3 separate regions of the Gossypium hirsutum genome follow, and all the other regions are linked to region 1. The links are chromatin contacts, called in public Hi-C maps. All regions are on one chromosome and are shown on one strand. The core of a region is the stretch at or near the end of the contact, and the rest is flanking DNA. Distances in the headings are between cores, read along the strand shown. Region 1 holds the start of LOC107935237 (5'-adenylylsulfate reductase-like 5). Region 2 holds the start of LOC107935236 (tubulin alpha-5 chain). Region 3 holds the start of LOC107946179.

The links. A called contact is a pair of places that touch in the nucleus more often than the background predicts.
Region 2: a contact with region 1 is called in a Hi-C map of leaf, with 1.6 times the contacts expected there. The contact joins the promoter of LOC107935236 here to the promoter of LOC107935237 in region 1. A contact is called at or near these places in 2 of 34 Hi-C or Micro-C datasets (both in leaf).
Region 3: a contact with region 1 is called in a Hi-C map of leaf, with 3 times the contacts expected there. The contact joins the promoter of LOC107946179 here to the promoter of LOC107935237 in region 1. A contact is called at or near these places in 8 of 34 Hi-C or Micro-C datasets (callus, leaf and petal).

What each region holds. Positions count from the first base shown.
Region 1 is chrD11:53,037,680-53,041,117 of Gossypium_hirsutum_v2.1, reverse strand. LOC107935237 (5'-adenylylsulfate reductase-like 5) reads right to left here and starts at 1,923. Exons shown (of 4, transcript XM_016867809.2): 1 at 1,276-1,923. The coding sequence starts at 1,434.
Region 2 is chrD11:52,799,425-52,802,862 of Gossypium_hirsutum_v2.1, reverse strand. LOC107935236 (tubulin alpha-5 chain) reads left to right here and starts at 1,653. Exons shown (of 5, transcript XM_016867808.2): 1 at 1,653-1,908; 2 at 2,328-2,542; 3 at 2,633-2,832. The coding sequence starts at 1,796.
Region 3 is chrD11:53,199,575-53,203,012 of Gossypium_hirsutum_v2.1, reverse strand. LOC107946179 reads right to left here and starts at 1,519. Exons shown (of 5, transcript XM_016880416.2): 1 at 1,113-1,519; 2 at 574-790; 3 at 1-2. The coding sequence starts at 788.

The sequences.
Region 1 (3,438 bases), core at 674-3,173:
CCTTACATAAAGCACAAAGACTTTCTGATGAGAGATTGGGATAATTACTTAGTTGTATATTTTGGCTCATTTATTACTAGATGAAATTCGGAGATTGTTGAGGGGTTTCCGACTCCTTTAGGAGAAGTCTACGAGGTGTCATCTATCCAAGGCTGGTGGACCCCTCAACGGGTTGGTATTGTCCCTGGTGGGGAGTTTTGTCTCCCAACCCTGTCGTGCCTGAGGAGGCACCGAGTCCATGGAGTGAGAGAGCCCTGTCAGGTACCTAAGAAGGCAAACTAATGCACATGGTTCTCCTTCTCAAGCACCTGTGAGGCACTCCTACTCTGCGAACCCACTGCCTCTTCAAGCACAGTACAGTCAAAAGAGAAAAACCCCACTGAGGACAATACTGGAGTTGTTGAAGGGTCCGCAGGCTCCTGGCCGATGACATGTTGCAGACTTCTTCTAATGGAATCAGCCGCCCCTTAAAAGGGATCAAAACATCAAAAGAACAAAATTTACATCCTCCGTCATTTAGACATATAGATCCTTTTTCAGCCACAAACTAATCAACATAGTCCTGCCACCATACACCTATAAGTATGTCAATAAAGCAAACACTATTAATATTTCATAGATTCAATTAATGCTTTAGAAAACATATAACATATTTCACTAATACGGCTTATGTTTCAGCTGATTTGCATAAGGCTTAAAACCTGAAATAGAAGATCCTAAGCTGCATCTCCAGTACTTTCCTTGTAGCTCATGTAGCCTTAAAAAATTACGTTATCTTTGCTTGGGAATACATAAAAATGCCATTCCAGTCCAAATGTTCCAGAAGAGAATAAATCTATTCAGAAGTCTTAACCAAGACTGACTGATATTAAATAATGAATGGCTAATAATTTTTGCAACTTTATTTCTATCTTCCTTATTTAAATTTATTTTTTCAGAATTCAAATTAAAGTATAATGTAAGAATCCAATACCCCCATAATGCAATAAAACCTTTATTCTGATTCTTCACAAATTTACAGCCATGAAAATTCCATAAAAATACCCTAATCCTTCAGGCTAAAAACTCATAATTTCCTAGAAATTTGCCTTCTTTTAAAATGATTATGCAAATTCATAAATACCAAGAATCCAAAATCAAACAAAATAATAATAATAATAAAACATTCCAATAAAAAATAAATTAAATCTCAAGAACCCATTTTCCTAAACCAATTAACAGATCAATCTCAATTATGAAATGAAATTTCCACCAAGATTAAGCTAAAACACGTACCTTGAGAGGGGGAATCGGAGAAAACGAAGGAGAACATTGAAAATGAAGATTTTTAATGAACACATCAGCTTCATCAGAGCAAACAGAAGAACTCCAAACGCAGCGTATTAAACATATAGATATGATATAGAAAAACAAATTAACAGAAGAAGAACCCATTTCTGGAAATGATTTATAAAACCAAAAAAAGAAGAGAGAGAGAGAGAGAGAGTTCACAACAACAACAACAACCAGAAAAAAAAGGGGGGCAAAACTGAAACCCAGAAAAAGAATAAAAAATAAAGAAAGATATAGATTAAATTAGGGGGAAAGGGAGGAGGGGAAGCAGGTGTGTGTGGGCTATTTTTTGGAAATGGGTAAAATCTAATATAATTACTGGCTTGGCTGCTAATTTGGTTCTTTTTCTTCGAAGGGTCTAAAAATTGCTCTGCTTTTGGGAAAGTATTGTAGGCTTTGGAATTTAAGATTTGAGCAGTTGAATGTAAAGCTTATTTATATGAGTTGGTTGTAGTTGATGATGTTGGATTAAGAGCTGTGCCTCGTGTATGTGTCTGTGTGGGTGTAAAGGGGATTTGCTTAGCTAAACAAAAACAAAGAAGAAAGTACCAGTGATGGGCAGGGCAGGTCTAATTTTTGGGCTTCAAGCCCTTTTATTATACATACACACATATATTTATATTTATTATCTCAAGGCACTATTAATAGTTTTGGGTAACCCAATAGTATCAATTAAAATATATTATATTTATTTTTAATTTTTTATAAAATTAGTAACATTTCAGATTATTCAGAAAGAAAAATTAAAATAATATAATTGTTAAATTTCTAAGTTATTTACTGTTTGTATTATGATCACGAATTCAAAATTTCAATATTTGATATAAAGTTAAACTAACTACAAATTAAGAAATATGATAACATATTATTTAAAAATTCATTGAGAGTCGATTGGGTGATAGTTTGATTGACATGTGTATTCTTGTTAATATAAGAAGATGTAGGTTCGAGTGCACTGAAATGCATTATCCACCTATTTATGAGTTAGAAAAAATATATACGTAATTATATTAATTATTGTTCATACTTCATAGTGATTGAGAGTAATATTGGTAAGAAAAAAATTAAAAATAATTATTAGAAGTTATAAAAAGTGAATTTATAAATTTGTAAATTGATTATGATGCATTGAAATTAAATGACTACATTGAAGTCATATTGTAGAGGAAATTTTAAACGCTTCAATGGGAAAATTGTAATAGAGGTGATGATGATGAATGATTATAAGGGGTTTCTACATGAAAAAATAAAATAAGAAATAATAACTCTGTCAGTCGATACAAATTATTTAAAATTTATGTAAACTTTTGCAGGGTGCTATGGGCGTAACGAGTACATATAGGGATAGGGGCCTTATAATTAGGGTTTAGGCAAAGGTGTTTAAGATGAGGTAGGATTTAATTGCATTAAATGTTATCCGTAATTATTATTTTAAATTGAATTAAAAAGTGAATTAAAAGTTGAGAAAATTGAATTATATGCGATGGTTCGATGGTTAAGGGTATTCATTGCTTTAGATGTGGTCTGGGTTCAGGTTATGTTAGTCGCATTTATTATTTGGACTTTATCCTGTTATTATAATTTACGAAAAGAAAAGTTTATTTTCTTTTTTTTTAATATATCTTGCCTATTTTCTATTTTCTTTTTCTTGTTCTTTCAACCATATTTTTTCAATTCTCTCAACTATTTTATTCTCAATTTTTTTTATTCAATGTCTCTCGAATTCTTCTCCTCCCAATTTTCTATTTTGTAATTTCTTTGAGTTTTATTTGATTTTCATAATTTAAAAAAAATTTTAAAATGTCAATGCCTATAATTCATTTGGTTCACAACCACATTTTAGGCGTCCAATTACAAATGATAAGAAAATATTATTTAATTTTTAATTAATATAATTATTAAGTTAATATTATTTTTAAATTTTTTATGTTTATATAACCAGACCATAGATCGAATTATCGAGGCATATATACACAATTTAAGTGCAAGGGCACCGCTTGTTATTGAGCAACACTTGGAATAGTGTTGCACATCTTCCGTGTAATGAGTATATAATTACACTCAAGGATGTGGTATTACAACTAGGTTTACTAGTTGATGAGCCAA
Region 2 (3,438 bases), core at 404-2,903, 240 kb after region 1:
AATAATATAAAATGTGAAATTTAATTTAATAATATAAATAGTAGATATAAATAAAATTATTACTATTTATGTTTAGTGATTTTTTTTGGATAATTTTGATTTTTTATTTGAGAGTAAAGGGTGAGAAGTAGAGGTGCTCATGGGCCGGGCCGGGCCCATAAAAAAATTTCGGCCCGCGCCCGGCCCGGCCCGAAATATGAGCCTAAGATTTTGCCCAGGCCCGGCCTGGGAAAAAATCATAAGCCCGTGCCCGGCCCGGCCCGGCCCATTTTTATTTTAAAAATTTTAAAAAATTAAAAAAAAAAGTATTTTAAAAATATTTTAAAATTAAAAAAATTAAAAAAAGTATTTTAAAAATATTTTAAAATTAAAAAAATTAAAAAAGTATGTAAAAAATATTTTAAAATTTAAAAAATAAATATATTTATTATACCCGGGCCCGGGCCAAAAAAGTGGTGCCCGAGGCCCGGCCCGTTTTCTAAACGGGCCTCATTTTTTTGCCTAAGCCCATATTTCGGGCCTATATTTTTATCCAAACCCTCCCATATTTCGGGCGGGCCGTCGGGCTGGGCCGGGCCACCCGACCCATGAGCACCTCTAGTGAGAAATAAAAGTTTTGGAGGAAAATAAAAAGTTTTGGGGAATAAAAGTTTGAGAGAAAATAAATAGGGGGAGTAAAATTTTGGAGGGAAAATATTAAAAAAAATTGGAGGGGGGAGGGTTTGGGGTAGATGAGAGGTGGGATGAGAAGGGAATAAAAGTTTTAGGGAAAAAGTGGGAGGGAGTAAAAATTTTGGGAAAAAATAAAAGGTTTTGAGGGTTTTGGGAGTAAAATTTTGAGAAAAAGTAAATGGGAGAGTAAAATTTTGGTGGGAAATGAATTTTGGGTAGATTGAGGGGTTGGGAGGGGAGAGGAGTAAAAGTTTTGGGGGGAAAGTGGGAAGGAGTAAAAATTTTGAGGGAAAAGTAAAAAGGTTTGGGAGTTTGGGGTAAAAATGTAAAATATTATAGTTTGATATTCGAATTATTCGAATTATTCGAGTTATTCGAATTCGAAAACTCAACTCGATTCGAACTCGAAATTTGAAAAAAATTCGAGTTGATTCGAATAAATTGATTAACTCGAATAACTCGATTCGTTTAACTCGAAATTCAAATTTTTTTTCTCCAAAAATGAATTATTTCCCTAAATTTTTTTTTAAAAAATCGACCTATGTTACCAATTTTTTCGACATATTCAACTAATTTAATCTAAAATATGGCAAATGATAATCTATTCCGTTATTAAAAAAATTAAAATCCACAAAAATTCAAAAAAAGAAATACTCCTCCATCTCAATAAACTTATCACATATTATTTAATGATTAAATGACTTTTTATTATTATTTTAAATTCATTGTTGATAAGGTCTCTTTTTAAAAAAATGATAGTAAAAAGGGTTTTACTTCATATAGATATATATGTATGTATGAAGATATTTAATTAATAAGGATGAAAGGGAGTGGTAGCATGCATGGCCAAACAGTTGGAGCATGAGAGAAGGGACAAAGGAAGCCGAGCTGGTTGAACTCCATTATACAGTTGGCTACAAATGGCGGGACCCCAACAAACTCTTCAATTGAATATACTTCTAAACCCCTTTCTCTGCCGCCCTTTAATTACCCCCCCCCCCACTTCATCTTTTTCTTACTTTTAACGTTCATTCATTCCTCTTCAAACTTTTCCTTCATAAGAGCGGGTTGAAGAAACACAAAGTATTGTTTCAAATTTGGGTTTTCGAAAACAAGGCAAAAGATGAGGGAAGTGATCAGCATTCATATTGGGCAAGCTGGAATTCAGGTTGGGAATGCTTGTTGGGAGCTTTACTGCCTTGAACATGGAATTGAACCTGATGGGATGATGCCTGGGTACGTTTTGGAACTGGCTTTTCTTCTTTCTTCTGGTAGAAACAGAAATTTCTTCTAATGAATTATGCTTCATGAAAATGGGGTTTTGGTATGAATTGAAGTAAAGCTATAGAATTCAACATAATTTTGTTATGTACTTATTGGATTTCCGCTTTATTTTTTCACTGTTTTATTGTTCTTTAATAAGCGATTATGAACAATTTGATCAAACTTCTTGCTCATGTGTCTTCACCTCATTAGCTTCCCTAATTCTTTGCTTATAGTGTTCAAATATATAATAGGAGTTCAATAGCAACCAATGCATGTCGGTGACTACTAATTTTTCAGTGAGATAATTTTCAGAGCCTAACAAAATTCTATAAATGGATCACCAATCATTTAATTTGAACCTAACAAAATTCTTTTGTGTTTGATTGCAGTGACACCTCTGTGGGTGCTTGCCATGATGCTTTCAATACCTTCTTTAGCGAGACCGGGTCCGGCAAGCATGTGCCGAGAGCTATATTTGTTGATCTAGAGCCCACTGTGATTGATGAAGTTAGATCTGGGGCTTTTAGACAACTCTTTCATCCAGAGCAGCTTATTTCTGGCAAGGAAGATGCTGCTAACAACTTTGCTAGAGGACATTATACAGGTACAACAATCTCTTCTGCTGTTCCTAAATAGCAGTTTTATTACATCTGGTCACTGGATTAAACTTCTTCGTTGATGTTGTCTGCTGCGGTTGGTAGGGAGATTGTGGATCTTTGCCTTGACCGAATAAGAAAATTGGCTGACAACTGTACTGGTCTGCAAGGATTTTTGGTATTCAATGCTGTTGGTGGTGGAACTGGTTCTGGTTTGGGTTCATTGCTTTTGGAGCGCTTTTCTGTTGACTATGGAAAGAAGTCAAAACTCGGCTTCACCATCTTCCCTTCTCCTCAGGTAATTCCCTGAACACTTTAGGGAAATGTATGAGATAATCTAGTTGCTTACTTTGTTAGACTAAATGGGAAGATTTGCTGTAAAAAAAAGAACAAAAAGAAACTCAATCAATAACACTTTATGAATTGTATACAAAAGACTCAATGAAAAATAAGAACTCAAGACACTTTTTTATTCACTGATTTACATCCTTTATATAGGCTGAAACTACAACAACTTTAGCTAAAAAATAGGATAACTCAGAAGCAAAATCACAATCAGATATTAAACTATGATTTTAGCTAACCATCCAACAAGTTTATTGAAACTAATTTGAATATTTCATCTACTGAAATGCCCAAGATTTTAGGTCACTAACTGAGTTGGTTGTGAACTTTAATACTCCCCCTCAACGCCAACTCCAAACCTTTTCACAATCCCAAGTTGTGAGCAAAACTTTTCCAACTTAGTTGTACTCAAGCCTTTTGTGAACAAGTTTGCAACCTGGTTATTAGTCTTGACATAGGACAACTCAATTTTTTCTTGTAACACCTTCTCCCTAACAAATGGTAGTGCACCTCCACATGTTTTGTCCTGCATGAAACACAGGATTTTCTGCTAAACGAA
Region 3 (3,438 bases), core at 270-2,769, 160 kb before region 1:
TCCTACAATCAAACACACAAAAAGAGTTAATTTCACCATTATACCAGTTTGCTTATTTCAATTATAAAAGTTTTACATGGGAAATTTCTTAACACCATGTTTGGTTGCTAAGAGACCAAAAATTGCAGTCAGAGAACTAAAATGGTATAAAGCAGACAAGTAGGAACTTCCCCTATCCGATCAACCAAACAGGGGACAACGAGGCCCACAACCTTATTGAGTCATTTTCTCGGAAAATCTTTAATCACTGGTAGATGGCTTCTGAGAAAGAATAAATAAATATGCCTTTTCTCTTTTACCCGGAAAAAGAATCCATGGCCAGGCCCAGCTAATTTTGCGGAAGGGGGAAAAAAACCAAAATTCAATCTCTTTCCCCTCCCTCCCCCTCCCAACCTAAGAGCTTCTCAGAAATCAAAGAAAATGGGTAAAATTAAAAAAAAAAGCCCCAAATAGAAGAGAAAAAGCTTGAAAACAAAGAAAAACTCTTTTTTTTTTTCCAAACGAACAAAAGGAGCCAAGAAAAATAAAACATGATTTTTTTTTTAAATTCCAAGAAAGAATTGATGTTCATACCTAGTGAGACGAGGATTGAATTGAGAAAAAGGAGAGGATTCTTTATCTAAAAGCCGAGAAGTGATTCTTCTACGAATTATAGCATTGGATTTATGAGAGATTTTTTGAGGGTCTTTAACTCTCACACATCTTAGCCTCTTTCTATTCCCCCACTGTAAAAACAACTCCGGCTCTATTGTTTTGCATGTTCTTTGGCTCCTCTCTTCTTTCTCCATCTCTGTCATTAAACCAATAAGAACAAATTAAAAAAAAAGTTTCAATTTTCTTACATCCAATAAAATCAAAGCTGAAGAGCAATAATTTTTTTCTTTTTTTTAAAAGAAAGACCCAAAATCCAATTTCGGTTGAAGAAAATAAGAATAATAAAAACTGATTTTTCAAAAAAGAAATCCCCCGGAAAACCAATTTGGGTGGTTTATGCTGTGAAAATCAAAGAGATGATGAAAATAAAGTCTGGGTGTCTTCTGTTTGTTAGAGTAGGAAAAGAAATGCCATATTAAAGGGAAAAAATGAAGTTCGAGAGAAATTGGTTGCCTGACCTTGAAAAGCTAAACAGATACGCTATAATCTTTCCTAAAAAAAACCCAGAAACTCCCAACAAAAAAAAGAAACCAATTACCAAGTAAGAACAAAAAAAAAAGAAACAAGATAAAGCAAAAGAAGGAGATTTCTTACAGTGAAGAAATGGTATCATCCCAGAGAAGAACAAAAAATAGGTTTTGTTTTGTATTGTATTGTTCGCCCAAATTATTAGTGCAAATTCTGTGTTTCTGTTTCTCTTTAACCTTTCTCTGATGTCTTCTTTTGGTTCCTGTAATAGATTCTGGGAAAGGAGATGAAGCAAAAACAGGGGAGAAGAGAAGATATGGTGGCGTTGTATATATGGATCATTGGGTGGGTTAGTTAACCAAACCAAGTAGGCGAGGTAATAAGTGGCATTAGTTCCATTTTAATGGAGCTTGGGCTATTTCTTCTTTTATAAATTTCTAGAAAGGCCTTCACTTCCCTTTTCAAGTATTTCAGTTGGGCTTACAAATATGGGCTCCATAATTCTCCCAAAACCTAATTAATAAAAATAAATAGAAAAAAGCAATTAAAATCTTTCTCCTATGTTAAACAAAATATTTTAAAATTTATATAAATACCTTTGAGTATAAGAATTGAAAAACCAGTTAAAACAAGAATTTTGATTATTCCCCTAAATTTTAGTTATTTTTTCTTTTATCTTTGAGCTTTCTTGTAACTATAATTTTATTTATAAGAAACATTTAATTGGTCACAACAGTGCATCTAAGTTAGCAACAAATTAATTAGAATTAAAATGATCTGAAAGTGATGAAAAAATATGATTGGTGATTCTCAGCTTCTTAACTCAATATAGTGTCCAAGTAATGAACTTAACCTAGGATTTTAAGCAACCCCATTGACATTTCAAAACCTGAAAAGGAGCATCCAATTTACCTGCCACACCAACAATATGAATTTTAAAAAATGTAAAATCCCCCAACTCATCAAACTCACAGTCCTCCAGCTTCTGAGGGTATAAAGTTGAGTGTGTGAAAATGGAATTTGACTTTAAAGCCATGGAGTTAGGTCTGCACTGCTTTGAGATTAGGAAATGGGCATCATAAGTCAAGTAAAGGCGGATTATGTTGACTCCTTGGGGTACCGCGAGCTCCTTTAAAATATGTGTTTGAAGTTAATACATTTTATATCTTTTTAAAGTGTTTTGTATATGAATATATAAATAAATCCATTGTATTTAGGAACAACGAAAGTGGTCTCAATTATATTTTATTTTATTTTCAATGCTTAAAATGAAAATTTATAAAAGTTTATGTAATTTATCTATAATTTTTTCATTTTGATTCTTGGAAACAGCACGCTTTGCCTTCTAATTTTGCTTTAAAATCTCCCCTAAAGATTGTGGGGGTAATTCAATGATTTTTAGGTTGAAGTGTGAATGAAGCTACAATCAATTCAATTTTATCAAAGTTATTGTAATTTATCCACAAAATGTTCTACTTTTAATTAGGAACAAGAATTTGGTGATTTTTTTTATATTGCGTCAATGTTTTTTTTTTTATTTTGAAATTCATTTTTTTATATTTTTAATATTTTTTAATACTTTTATACACCACTTATCAATCTCCTAATCTTATACATATGCGTAAATACTATACATAATATATTATCTAATTAAAATGGTAGTTTTCTTTGGACAAAAATTAAAAAGGTAGTTTAGTTTGCTTTAAATATTTAATTATTAGAATTAATGAAATAAAATTAGTTTATTTAGATAAAATTTTGTAAGCACGTGCGAGGATTTAATTGAGTCAATTTTAAGCCAATGAAAAAAAATTGAGTTAGTTGTAGGTATTTGAATGAAATACAAATTAAAAATTACGGTTATTCGAAATTAAATTCAATCCTAATTTTTATTTAATATATAATTAATTTATTTTTTATGGTATAAAAATAAATATTTTATATTTAAAACAAATTAAAAATTTTGAAAAAATTATTGTTTTTTAGAAATATTTATAAAAAAAATCTTAAAATTTTTTCAAATAATATTCCATATTCATTTTATCAAAATAAGTCTAAAATATCAAAATAAAATATTAATATGGAAAAATCGAGAACCAAACCCACCCAAACTAAATTATGATGAATGGTTCAAAAAATGTAAAAAAAAAAAAACTCAATCAAACTAAACAGATATCAACCCAATTAATGGAGTTGACCATTCTTATTTTGTCAAATATTTAAGGAATAACTTATATTAAGATTATATTAACATTCATAGTCATTAGTCACCAATAAAATAGTTTTACATCCTCAAATTTTAAAGGGTAAAGTGCA